Linked DNA regions of Mus musculus: region 2 is linked to region 1. A link is a contact called in public HiChIP or PLAC-seq data. All regions are on one chromosome and are shown on one strand. The core of a region is the stretch at or near the end of the contact, and the rest is flanking DNA. Distances in the headings are between cores, read along the strand shown.

What was found. HiChIP or PLAC-seq counts read pairs in DNA pulled down with a chosen protein or histone mark.
Region 2: an H3K4me3 HiChIP or PLAC-seq map of bone marrow-derived macrophages shows a contact between it and region 1, with 6 times the contacts expected there. The contact joins two enhancer-like sites. A contact is called at or near these places in 1 of 484 Hi-C or Micro-C datasets (bone marrow-derived macrophages), 7 of 115 datasets of contacts at active chromatin or transcription factors (CD8 T cells, acute myeloid leukemia, bone marrow-derived macrophages and 4 more) and 1 of 9 other capture datasets (embryonic stem cells).

What each region holds. Positions count from the first base shown.
Region 1 is chr2:127,958,460-127,965,461 of GRCm38.p6, forward strand. All of the region lies in intron 9 of Acoxl (acyl-Coenzyme A oxidase-like), which reads left to right. Among named protein-coding and RNA genes, the nearest start is that of Acoxl, 110 kb to the left of the region's middle. Within about 2 kb of position 3,827, at least 52 of the 459 cell types and tissues checked have an H3K27ac peak or open chromatin away from gene starts, as enhancers often do. A contact at or near this core is called in bone marrow-derived macrophages, where this site is marked.
Region 2 is chr2:128,411,789-128,418,790 of GRCm38.p6, forward strand. The region is part of intron 1 of Morrbid (myeloid RNA regulator of BCL2L11 induced cell death); the gene reads right to left. Among named protein-coding and RNA genes, the nearest start is that of Gm14010, 7.4 kb to the right of the region's middle. Within about 2 kb of position 3,168, at least 51 of the 459 cell types and tissues checked have an H3K27ac peak or open chromatin away from gene starts, as enhancers often do. A contact at or near this core is called in bone marrow-derived macrophages, where this site is marked.

The sequences.
Region 1 (7,002 bases), core at 2,577-5,076:
CTTTCTCATCAAATATTCCTATGTTTAAAACTTGTTACTGTCATTAATCTCCCATTGGAAGAAGAACTGGGTGTATGAGCAACATTCCTTGACCTTGAGATGTGTTGGGGTGTAAGGTCATTGTGCAAGCCGGTTCACAGGCAAGCCGAAGCCAGAAAGGAGATCAAAACCCTCCTCTGTCACTGTCAAAAAGTTTAGAAGACACAAAAGTTATTTGTAGAGTGTTTATAAGAGTAGGAAAACATTTTGGAAGCTTTCTTGGGAGCAGATCCATATTTTATTACAACCAAGACACCCCCCCCCATGTGTGTGTGTGTGTGTGTGTGTGTGTGTGTGTGTGTGTGTGTAGCACCCATTCATGTATATGTGTAGACACAGGTCATCACTAGATGTCATACTCTAACCCTCTTCACATTATTATTACTACTACCACTACTACTACTACTACTACCACCATCACCACTACTATTACTACTAATACTGCCACTACCACTACCCCTACCTACTACTACTACTACTACTACTACTACTACTACTACTACTACTACTTGAACCAAGATCTTTCATGATGTACCTGGAACTTGTCATTTTGGCTAGACTCCTGGATCTGCCTGTCTCCTCCACAACTCCCAGAGGTTATATTTGTTCAGCTTTTACATGGGTGAAATCCAAACTCAGGTGCTCATGCCTGCAAAGCAAGCACTTTATCCATTGAGCTATCTCTTTAGTCCAAGGCCACTGTGAAAGCAATGCTTACCTATGGCATACACAGACGTGCACATACATACTTCTTTCACCTGCTGTACAGACCGATTGAAAATTGCCCACTTGAAGAATGACAGCTAAATCATGGTGGATCTAACATGCTAAATTTGATGTCTAGTACAAGATTGCTCAGAGTCCAAAAAGAAAACCATTAGGCATTCAGTTTTAAACGAAAAAAGAAAGTTATGGGAAGCCTGTCTCCATTTTGATACCAGGCATGATCCTACGGGGAAAGAGATGTGGTAGAGTGTGGCAGGGCTTGGAGCTGGAGTGTTTGATGCCCACGCATTAGCTGATAATGAGAAGCCGAGTTTTCTGTGGTTGGACCTCAGTCTTCTAGGTCCAGTCAATGCTTACATAGTATAGCCATGTCCAAAATCTTCCACATAAACAACTACAGAAAACTAAGCATGGATGATTAGTAGGGATCATGGTTCCAACCCATCCTGGCAAGGAAGGCATAAAGGCCTTTATTGTGGGATGTGTAGTAGAGTTTCCTCACGTTCGTGATGGAGACAGTACTGGAACCAGGAGCTATCTGTAATCTTCATGTGTCTACCCTTAGTGACCTGCTTCTGTTCTTAAGGGTTCCACGGTCTCTTAAAATGATACTGCGAGCTGGAGAGCAAATGTTGAGACATGGGCTCCTAGGGACTTTTAGAGTAACACAGTGCTATGATAGTGGGCTTAAAATGTTCTGCGTTGATTCCAGGGAGATGGCTCAGTGGGTAAAGTGTTTGCTATGCAGGCACAAGGATCTGAGTTCAGATTCCCAGAAGCCACCTTTCGCCAGGCATGGTGGTATATAGGTGGTATATATGTGTAACTCCAGTTCTGGGGGCATAGAATTAGGCAGAGCCCAAGGGCTTGTGGCTATTCAGCCTGAGCACAGCACCCAGCTCTGGTTAAGTGAGAAAACTTGTCTCAAAACATAAGTTGAAAACAGAGGACCTGATGCCTGCCTCTGGCCTCTACATGCATACACATGGGCAAGCATACCTATACATGTGTGCTGCACACACGCATATACCACATACAAGTATGCATACACACATGCATGCTTTGTTTTATAAAATATTTGCACTCTAAGTCTTAAATCTAGGAGTGTTCCCCCAAAAGAGGAGAAACAGAAAGGGTTGGACTGAAGGCTCTCTGAGCGGTTGGGCTATCTCTGTGAAGTCATATGGGAATGGGATGTATGTGTCCCACTGAGGGCTCTCACCTGATCCCTTGACTGTAACCTGAAATTGAATTATTAACAATTCTCAGTGGACATGGGAGTGTGTCTGGGCCCCAGCTTCTGTCTGCAGAGGTCAAGCACCTCAACCCTGAAGGAGGCAAGTTTCTCTTCTCCCTTCTGGCTGCAGAAATGCCTGTGAACTACCTAGCACCCTGAGCTTATACTCCAAGATATCTCAGAGTCAAGGACAGAGGCTCAGCCACATAGGATTTTCTCCTTCAGGGTGACTGGATGTCATTCACAGCAGACTGATGCAATGATGCTTCGGAGCAGGAAACATGGGAAGCAATTATCTTTTTAGTAGGTCACTGGCCTCCTTTGGGAGAAGAGACCAGAGGGAGAGTAGAGAAGGCAGGCAGTGTAGTCCCCCCCAAGAGGCTGCGCCTGCAGAAGCTGCCTTGGTGATTAATAGCCGTGTCACTTTCTGCGAATGTTGCTTCAAGCGGCCGTGTTCACAATTGAGTGGGGATGAAATACAACAACCAAAAATAAATGTTTCCTCTATTCCTTAGTTGTTGCCAGAGCCCAGAAATAGCGTTTCAGATCTATAATCTTAAATGGCATCATTCGCAGTTCTCTCTGAGCCCTGGATTGATTTTCACGTGGATATCAGCGTGCATACATACTCGGCTCTTTGTTTTTGTTTTTTTTTTAAAGATCATGAGAAAGCTAAGTGACTTGGATTCTTTTTCTTTGGAGGGAGTGCTGAAATGAGAATTGTTTTTATAGAGAAAAATATACCCTTTACATGTATTTTTAACAAAAAATAGTAACCCAGTGGAGGAAAGACAGGAAGAATATTGTGTCCATATAGATCATATTCTGGAACAATAAAAACGTCTGGCAGGCAGTAATTGCTGGCCAGCTGCAGGGATTACAGCCCTGTGAGCTGTGTTCAGGGCAGCATGCCAGGATGCTGGCAACCAGGGAAGGAGCCTTCAGTGTGCCCGACTGGGTCCATAAACATGATGCTGAGTGCAGAATAGCCAGTCAAGGTTGCCATGTGGGCTATGACTTCTCTGACCAGTGTCTTGATATCCCCTGTCTCTGCTGCCTCTCTTGCAGCCAGACAACAAGCTTGGGGATAATGGTGGCAGTCTTAGGGCTGACCTCTGGTAGCATCTCTGAGCACAAAAGCCATTAATCTTTATTGTCACATTTCCCACCTCTACAGCCAGATAGAACATCAGACAGGTCAGAAGCCAGTGGAAACTCCCTTTTGGTGCTTTGGGACTGTCAGCATCTGAGGCCAGAGGGAAGGAGTTGTGGACCCTGCTTTCTGCTCATCCACTGATTTGGGGTTTTTTTTTTTTTCTGTTCTCATAGAAGAAAGTCAGGGTATGGCTGTTGGCATGAGGTGGGTTCCTCTCTTCTCCTCTCTCATTCTTCTCATTAATTTCTATCCTAACTGACTACCCATGTTCCCTTGTCAAAGTTATTTCTCTGTAACAACTATTAATAAGCAGACATTCCAGAAAAACAACACAAAACACTAGCATCAGTCGGGAGGTAGAGGGTGCCAGCAGAAAGCATGGACTAAGCAGGCTAAGCAGGCTAAGCAGATTAGGAATGACTCGTTGGATGCTTTGGGAGGCTTCTGATATTGGCAGGGGGCTCTCCTTGGTCTGACACTACCTTGGTGTCACCTGGGGTGACCTGTGCAGGGTAACAGTGGCCTACATTGTGATAGCCTCGTGAAGGAGGTATTGGGGCCTCTGAATTTGTTAGCTTGCATTTGGAAGATGTTGTCATGGGGACATCATTTGCTATCTTTAGGAATGAGCTCACCCTGGGAGGCGGGGCAAACACTCCAGGATCAAGCAAGGCTCCAGTGGAGAAGCATCAGGAGCAGTCAGTTAGTAGAGACACATGCAGTGTCAGGCTGCAAGGGAGAGACATTGGCACTGGAGGGATCACAGGAAGATTACTGAGGGCATTCTAGGGAGAAGCAACTTTGCTTTTATTGGTTTGTTTCTGTTTGGGTTTTGGAAGGGATATGTTAGAGAGAGGGAGAAATATCAGAAAAGTCTCAGTTGGGGAGGGGGATGTGTCTTAGTTAGGGTTTTATTGCTGTGACATCATGACCATGCAACTCTTATTAAAAAAAATTAATTGAGGCTGGCTGATAGTTTCAGAGGTTTAGTCCATTATCATGGCAGGAAGCATGGCAGTGTGCAGGCAGACACGGTGCTAGAGGAGCTGAGAATTCTGCATCTTGATCCACAGGCAGCAGCAGGATACTGTCTTCCACACTGAGTGTAGCTTGAGCATAGGAAATCTCAAAGCCCACTCTCACAGTAACATACTTCCTTCAAGGCAAGACCTACTCCGACAAGGCCACACCTCCTGATAGTGTCACTCCCTATGAGCTAACCATGCAAACACATGAGTTGATGGGGACCTTGCCAATTTGTCTTAGTTTGGGTCTTTGTAGAGACACCATGAACATAGCAACTTGAATAAAGGCAAACATTTAATTGGTGCTGGCCTACAGTTTCAGAGATCCAGTCCATTATTGGCATGGCCGGAAACACGGCAGCATGCGGGCAGGCATGGTGCTGCAGGGAGCTGAGAGTTCTACATTTTGATGTGAAGGCAGCAGAGAGAGACTGTGAGCCACACTGGGCATAGCTTGAGCATAGGAGACCTTAAAGCTCACCCCAACAGTGACACACTTCCTCCAGGAATACCACACTTACTCCAACAAGGCCATGCCTCCTAATAGTACCCACTCCCTATGGGCCTATGGGGGCCAATTACATTTAAAGAACCACACTATTCAAACTACCATTCCAGCTTCTAGCCCCCATAAGCTTGTAGCCATAACATAATGCAAAATGCATTTAGTCCATCTTCAAAAGTTCCCATAGCCTATCACAGTCTCAACAATGTTTAAAACTCCAAAGTTCAAAGCCTCTTCTGAGATTCATGCAATCTCTTAACTGTAATCCTTTAAAATCAAAATTGCACACTTTACCAGATCACATACTTCCAACATATAATAGCACAGGATATACATTACTGTTTCAAAAGATATGGAAGAGAGCATAGTAGGGAACTTCTGGACCAAAGCAAGACCAAAACCAGCTGGACAAACTCCAGCCTCTGCATCAGATCTCCAACTCCTTTCAGCTTTGTTGACAGCAACACATTTCTTTTTCTCAGTCTGGTTCCACGTCCTGTTAACAGGTTTCCTTGGCAGGTATACCATGGCTCTGGCACTTGGGGTCCCAAAGGCAGCCCAGACTTCACTTTTATTGCTTCTCACAATGGCCTCTTGAAGGGACACCCCTGCCAATACATACACTTGGCCCTAGTGACTTTCCTCAGTCTGGGGGCTGGGGACTTCTACAACCCTTTTCTTCTATCCTTGACTCTAAAGACAGAACCACATGGCCGAAGCTGATGAGCTCTGCTTTTTGTTGGGGCTGCAGCATGGCCCCCTTGTTCAATTACATCATCACTAACTTCCTGTTTTTGATGCTTTCCTTTTCTGTTCGGCTGACCTTGATCTCAGAGATGAGCATGCCTCTGTATCCTAGGGGCTGAGATTAAATGTGTGTACCACTAGTCTTCTCCTCTGAAGCCTCTTGAGCCAGGCTCCTACAGTTCAAATGCACTTAAAGCATTCCACTGGCTTGCTAAACCAAAATCCCCCAATACACATTCCTCCAAACAAAATCATGGTCAGGCCTATCATAGCAATACTCCGGTCCCTGGTACCAACTTCTGTCTTCAGGTTTTATGGCTGTGAACAGACACCATGACCATGGCAACTATTATAAAAGAAAATATTTAATTGGGGCTGGCTTACAGTTTTAGAGATTTAGTCCATTATTATCATGGTGGGAAGAATGGCAGCATCCAGGCAGACGTGGTGCTGGAGAAAGAGCTGAAATCTTGTTCTGTTGGCTGCAGAAGGGGACTGTCTTTCATACTGGGCATAGGTGGCCCCTGCAGTGACATACTTCTGCCAAGGCAAGATTTTCTCCAACAAGACCACACTTCCTAGTAGTGCTACTCCCTATGGCCAAGCATTCAAACACAGGAGTCTATGGGGCCATACCTATTTAAACCACCACAGAATACGTGGCTGAACCACCACAAGTGAGTCCAGTTAGATATATGGTAGCTGGGCTTGGGGCTAGTGGAGGCAGTGAGCCCTGCATGGATGGACAGAGGCCCTGGGTGAGGAAAGTGTGTGAAACATCATTGAGAATTCAAGCAAAGCTCAAGTGGACTCTTGGATGTCAGAAGCATTTGAGTTAAATTCCCAATCATCTGGCTACTATATTTTAAATGCCTATGTGTGGCTATGCATCACAGACTAATCAATAGGTTAGGAGGTAGTGATAATTACAAATTAAGTGCTTTCTTTTATTAGAGTCATGGCATCTCTTCTCAGGAATAGAACTTTGGCTAAGACAATGGGGCTAGAAAACCAGTGCCTCCCAAGGCATCAGTAAACTCAGTGAGTGGCAGATTCTGGAGGCTTAGTGTGAAAAGATAGCTATGCCCTGAGCAAGGGTTTGGTGGGCATAAGCCACAGTATATCCCAGCATGAGAGTGGATATAAGTGCTTTACAAGGAAGGGTGGGAGGGCATATATATTCTTGTGAAATCTCTCAAGTTTATGAAATCAGCCAGCAGTCCTGAAGTGAAGTAGCTGACCTCCATGTCACATGATAAGATATACTCTGAACCCTGCCATGTGGACTCTTGGTGGTCTCTCTGGCCTGTAACTATTATTATGATTGGACCCAGAAAGGGTCAAAGAGGAAATGGGATCATCACAAATTATGCTCACATTGGGGAACCGATTATATTAGTTTTGTTTTCTGTTACTGTGATAAAACATCCTGAAAAAAAGAAAACAACTTAAGGAAGGATTTTTTTTCTCATTAATGTATTTGTTTATTCACTTTATATCTCAATATCCACTCCCCTCTCCTCCCAGTACCCCCCCCACCCAGCTCCTTCTTCCATCCCCCCTTCTC
Region 2 (7,002 bases), core at 1,918-4,417, 450 kb after region 1:
TCCCCGTTTTACCTTTATTAATTTTTAACTGTGTACGTAATATGTGTATGTGTGTGTGTGTGTGTGTGTGTGTGTGTGTGTGTGTTTGTGTGTGTGCAGGTTAATACAGGTGAAGGATGAGGCTGACTGACAGTTATCAATCTCTACCCTGTTTTATTGAGACAAGGTCTCTCACTGCACTTGAACTAACTTGTTCAGTTAGCCCAGCTCTGCAGATCTGCCTTGTTTTGACCCTAACCCCTTGTACTGGGGATCACAGATATATTCCACCTTTACGAGGACACTAGGTATCTAAACTCAGGCCCTCACACTTGATCAACAAGCACTTTTCCCAGTGAGTCATCTTCCTGGTCCCTTTCCCATTTTGAACACTTACTTCAATCTATTTGTCACTTTATTTCCTAGCAACTTATCCCTTCTCGCCTTTTACAGCCGTCATGTTTCATCCTACACTACATTCTTTGAAACTCAGGTCCTATGAGATTTTAAAACAGAGCCATTCGTGGAGGAGGGTTCCACTTTAGCCATATCTAACATCTGCTGCACAGTCTCTGCTGTGTTAGTGTCTGGATACTTGTGAGTCGTGACCAAAGGTCCTGAGAAGTCTTACAGCTTAAAAAAAAAAAGTATGTATTTCTATTGGCTCATCTGGACTTTCCAGTCCCATCCCAACTGTAGGTCTTTGTGGAGAATTGCAGCCCATAGCTCACTAGCGCCCCCTGACTTCCAATAACACCTCCGCAGGCCTGACTGCAGTAGAACAACCGACCAACAGGTGGCCTGCAAAGAACCCAGCAGCGCGCGGGCACGTGGTGGGTGGGGGGAGCTGCAGGTGGCTGTGTGGGTGTCCCAATTTCATGGGCTTCCATGTTAGATGAGCCAAGCCTTGCAGCTGTGGGCTTCGTAGAGTACAGCGGGGGCAAGGGGTAGCTTTATGGCCTGTGGAGCTTTCTGTGTGATTGTAAAGCACTTTCTCCCTAAGGAGGTATTCATTTGCATGCTGACCTCCTGAACATGGAGGGGCAGACCCTGAGTTCAGACGGTGTGTCTCTGCTCCCATTGCCTAAGGTGAAGTGTCGAGGTGTGGGGATGGGCAAGGAGTAGAAGTGTGTGATGGGAAGAGAAGGGTCCAGAGCAGAAGCCCACGTCCTCATTCTCAGGGGAGTCTGAAATTGACAGACAAAGAAGGAGATACACAACAGTCCACCCCTGTAACCAACATTCCAGGGACCTGGAGTCCTAACCGGGGAGACCCTTGATACTGCATGTTTCAGGACGAGGCTGTGGTTCCATAGTACATACGGGCCTCCTGGTGGCTGCCCTGAGTCACCGATCTAGAGGCCTGACCTCGGGAGGAGGCATTACCTTACCACAGGCTCTATCCCCGCCTCTTCATCTATGTAAATTGCTTTTACAGCACGTGTCATAAATCAGCAGGAGCCGCTGTTACTTTGTGCACTGGCGGGAAGTGCAAGTTGCAAAGGCTATGCTGGCTCTGCTTTCAGCAGGGGCTCCCTAGAGCAGATGCAGGAGGACACTCATGTAGGCTCATCAAGAAAGGAATTAAGACCAAGTCCGGGCCTGGTTACTTTAGGCATGAGCCTAGGTAAAACAAAACAAAACAAAACAAAAATCCCAAAACAACAACAACAACAACAAAACTGAGTGTGCGAGACTCCATGTTTAAAAAGTAAGTTTCCAAACAGGGCTGGGAGGTGGCTCAATAGGCAACGTGCTTGCTACGCAGCTGGAAGACCTGAGTTCAGATCCGAGGGACCCACGTGCAAAGGCAGGTGGGGCGGCTTGCATCTGTAATCTCAGTGCTGGGGAGTGGGGAGGAGATGGACAGATGCAGGGGGCTCGCTGAGCTGAGATGGTCACCTCCAGGCTCCTTCCAGAAAAGCTGAGAAGCAGGGCTCCAGAAGGTGCACACAGACATGCATATCAGACATACATTCAGAGATGCAAGACAGAGGCCACAGAGCATTTAAACAAGCACACACCTTTTTGAAATTACACAGGATGTACGTTCCAGAGGCCAGCCGAGCCTGGATCTGTCATGGGCTCAGGGCTCAGAGCCGGAGAGTGCGGGACTTAACTCTGAAGCAGAACAATCTGGAAAGACCTCTTTGACTGGTGGCTCCCAGGATGGCTCCAGTGTGAGCCCAGATCCCAGCTTCTGGCACACTCCAGAGCTTTAGATCCCCCATCTTCTGCATCGTGAGTCTGTTTCATAGGTGTGTGCGTTCTTATGCGAGGTTATCTTTCCGTTTCCCCACTTACTGAGGGACCCAGAAAAATAAGACCTATTTTCTCCTGGCTTTTGCTTAGCTACCTTTCAGTGCACAGGTACTTGAATCTGAGACATTGAGAGTCCACTGGTCTCCCAGGATCCTGCCTGCCCTGGGCCTGGCCTGTGTCCAGGCCTGTGTCCAGCACTGGGCATATCTGTCTCTCCTGGGCTGCCCACTGCTACCCTGCTTTCTGTCCTGACTTCCTCAGATCCTGGAGTGGTGGCTTCTTGGGCACCTCTGTTGTCAGGACATCGTTTGCCTCATACTTTGATGTCTCTTTAGCAGTTACCTCAGAATACCAGCAAGGCACTCAATCTTATAAACATACAGCTTTTGCTGTGCTTTAGATAACAGCCCATTTTACAGGAAAAGACTTGCTAAGTATTTATGTAGGAAATGGCTATGTTCTGCAGGCCCCTGGTGGAAACAATCTCTGCTTGGCCACAAGAGTATCCCCCTAACTTCAGAAGAGGACAGGTACCTGTAAATTCCTGAACCCCAGTGCAAGGGGACACCCGGCTGGCAGCCTGCCACCAGAGACCCGCTGTACAGACCACGTCCAGCCTTGAGTCCTAGCTCCCCACCTTCTGACTTTGAAGTCAAAGTTTCACATCCTTGAAAAATACTCATGGCAGAAGGCTAGTCCCGAGACTAAAATAACTTTCCACGAAATGCTCAGAAAGCAGCTCCTTGCCTGTAAATGCTGTGATATTATAAGAAACACCCTTGTTTGTGTGCGGTTACGTCTTGTGTAACTGCCTCAGTGGGGCCTGCGAGATCATTTCTGTAACTTCTAAAAACCAGCACTCTTTCACTATAATGTGGCACCTTCTCGGTTCTTTAAACTATTTTTCTCTACAAGTTCTCATGAATTGATGGTTCCTGTTTTTCTGAATGTGCTGTTGGAGCCTGTGTTTCTGAGGGTTCTCCACCATGTTGGTTTAACAACTAGGCAACAAGCCAAAAGTTATCCTATCTTGCTGCTGCTGCTGCTGCTGTCCCTTGGAGAGTGGTCCTCGCTTGCTCGGTGGAAACCATCCCCTGTGGGGGAAGCATCACTGGCTCCCTGAGGAACTCGGACTTCAGAGAAAGGGAAAGGAGAGCGGCAGAGTGGGTGAAAGTTCGGATGGTACGAGACTCTGAGATTAGCCGCCGTGAGCCACCAGCCCTGGGCTCAGGACCCCCCAGAGGATACCCTGTTCTGTATAAGTAAGAGACACACCTTTCCTTTTTTCACGCACCCCCCCTTTTCTTAGCAAATGTAAGTCCAAAATCTACTTTCAAACCTCTCATTATTCAGCCACTTTAAAAAGTAATTCTTATTTGTTGAGATTATTATATAATTACATCATTTCTTCCTTTCCTTTCCTCCTGTCAAGTCATCTCATGTGCCCATCCCCCTTGCTTTCTTTCAAAAATCATGGCTCCTTTTTCTTGAATTGCTGTTACTTTTAAGAAAAATGTAGACACAGCAAGACTATTTGATTCACCTAAATATTCAAAAAAGATTTCTTGCTAACAGGCTGACAGCACACACTCACTGTCAGGAGACAGCCTTCGAGGAGCTAATCCACACTGAAGTGGACCTGAGACTCCTCGGAGCACCCCTCCCCCCGCATGTTGAAACACATACGAGCTACACGCTCTGATCAAACGCTAGGTCTGAGGCTCTGCAGTGCTGCACAGCAGCCATCTGTCTCTCAGGTCTGAAGGTTAGAGGCCAAAGGCAAAGGCTCAGCCAGGCTGTGTGCCTTCCAAGGGAAGGGTCTGCTCCAGGCCTTTCCCTCATCTTCTGGTGATCCTTTGGCTGAGGCTCGGTGTCTCCAGCCTCCTAGGACCTGGGTATATATGTCCACCTGCCTGTTTTGTTTTGTATGGGTGTTTTGCCTGCACATATATCCGTGTACCACATTAACGTCTGGAGCCCAGGAAGGTCAAAAGAGGATGCTGGATCTCCTGGAATTCCAGATGGTTGTGAGCTATGGGAGTGCTGGGAATAGAACCAGGACCTCTGGAAAAGCAGCCAGCACTCTGGACCGCTGAGCCATTTCTTTGAGCCCCAGGTTCTAACGCCACCAGTCATCCTACTCCAAAGGCCCTTGTTCGAGGTAGTTAGATCTGTAATGGCACTGTTATAGAAAAAGGACATGTTCTAAGCTGCTGGGAACATATCCATTTTCAGAGACATAGTCAATCCCAGACATACACTGAGGCTCTACCTGGTGCCTCACAGCCTGTGACTCCTGCTCACTTCTCTCCCACCAACTCAATCCCCTCCAGTAAGCACCCATTTGCTTCCTGTTCTGTCAGGGTCAATGTCCCTGCTCAGGAAGATCAAAGTTGCTCGTAGTGAAGAGTTTTAGTCACTCTGTTCACGCTGAATAGAGCCCGTTCCTCCTTGGCTGAGTCTCCTGTCAGTCTAGTCTCTGTAAGGCACCAGACAAGCTAGTCATGGATTCCTCTCTATAACCCCATGTCACCTGGGGATGCGCTGAGGAACCTTCAGGAAGTCACACGGGCCCTATTTGCATTCCAGTGAGGTGAGTTGGGGCAGACACCAGCAGGCAGACTGCGAGCATGTCTCAATAGCTACTGAAATAGTCCTGATTCTATCTGCTTTGTAAATAGCACTGGGTGCCCCGGAGACTCTGGTGGCTTTTGGTCTCACACAAAGCACATGGTGCTTCATATCAGATTATCACCCTCAGGGCTGGAGCACAGGTCCCCAAGAGCATATCTGATGCTGACTCTTAATTGATACAGCTTATCACAATGGCCCCCTGAGACTGGGCTAGAGACTGGAGAATGGCCACTATGCCTTCCCTGTTATCCAATCCCTACCTTCTCTGGAGGGACTTTATTGTCTTTTCTTGGGGTTGCGATATAGCTCATTTAATAGAGTACTTGCCTAGCATGCACAAAGCCCTGGGTTCAGTCACCGGTACCACTTAAACTGTCTATGATAGTCTGAATACCATTTTATACAGTTCCATTTTTTTTAAAGTCTTATATAAAAACATGAATTAAAGCAAGACCTTCTAGTTCTTCATTCATTTCATTTGCAGGCTCAAAGAGACCTCTTGCTTGGCTCAAGAGCTTCTGGGAAGGCCAGCAGCAAATCAGTATGGTGGCTCTGAAGGCCCCTTTCCAGGTAAGGCAGGAAGGACAGCTGGATGGAAGTGTGCCTAGGACAGCCTTGGATGGATCCCAAAGCTTTTCATTCAATTCTCTGAGGTCAAAGAAAGATTGCCTCAGCCCAAGGCCAGGACAACAGCCATCTTCCTGAGAAATAACGCGCCCGTACAGTCTCAGAAAACAGAATCCACCAAAGTTGGGTATGCGCAGCTCACTAGAGGCTCAAGGTGACCAGGAATTCTGCATCTACCCCTAGGCTAGCACTTCTCATGGACACTCAGTTTGATTAGCTGTGACTTTTGTGTGTGGAGTAAATCTGAATGGACCTTTAACATACATTCTTGACCCACTAAGTGTGCCCCAGGAACACCAGTTTCTCACCACCTCCATAACCAGAGGCCCTTTTCAATTTTCCAAAGAAATTTGATTCCCTACCTACAGTTTAGGCATCATGGCTGATCTCTCTTACTCTCTTCAGGAGATGAAATCAAAGTCTGAAACCCCCAAAGGACACCATGCTTCCATCAGGAGAGGTGGACAGGGACAGGGATGGGGACAGGGACTTTACAGTGCATTGGCTACAGTGGTAACTCTTACTCTCTGCCATTCCTAAACACACTACACACACTACACACACACACACACGCACGCACACACACACACACACACACACACACACACACACCTATTTCAGCAAGACACCCAACCCCTGACACCAATTTCCACTTGAGCCCCAGAAGGAGCAAATTGTCATAGGGAGAGGAGTCTTATTATCCTGGAGGCTAGACACAGGCAGGGGTGGGTGAGAGGAGCTGGGAGCACTGCCTGTCTTTATCGCCTGTACAGGATCTCAGAGAGGTGGTCATGTGTCCTTCCTCCAACTGGCCAGTCTGTTGTGTTCAGAGCTCTGAGCAAGGGTGAGGTTTGTGTTGAGCATAAACAGCAGATGAGATATGTTTGGACAAGTGAGTTTTCATGTCGCCCAGAAGGTCCATGTCTATGCTGGGTAGCAGCATTGTACACTGGGCCTCATGTTCCCTTCCTCGAGCATGGCTGTGAGCAGGCACTTTGAGTGAAGTTCAAAGACCCCGCCCCCACCCCCAAGCCCTGGGGATATGAGATGAGCCACCCAGTTGTCAGTCCAGTCTCAGAGGGTAACACAAGCTGTGGGCTGGGGTTAAAAGCACTTGCTGTTTTTGCAAAGGAAGCCCACTGCATGGTTCACAACCACCTATGTTCTGAAGTCCTCTTTTGGCTTCTGAAGGCACATGTACCCAGGCGGAGCACACATACACACACACACACACACACACACACACACACACACACATACACTCAGGCCCACATGCATATACTAAAAAATAAAACAAAGGGGTAGATAGTGCCAGCTGGGAAGGCAAGACACCTGCCACAAAAACTTTGAGGATAAAACTGCACACAGGTGACTAAGGCAATGGTACCCAAAGGTCGTGTTCCAAAAGTGAGGATTGCTATATTAGTTACTTTCCTCTGGTTGGAACAAGAGCTACTTCATGGAGGCTTTATCTGGGCTAGCAGCTCCAGGGTTCAGTCC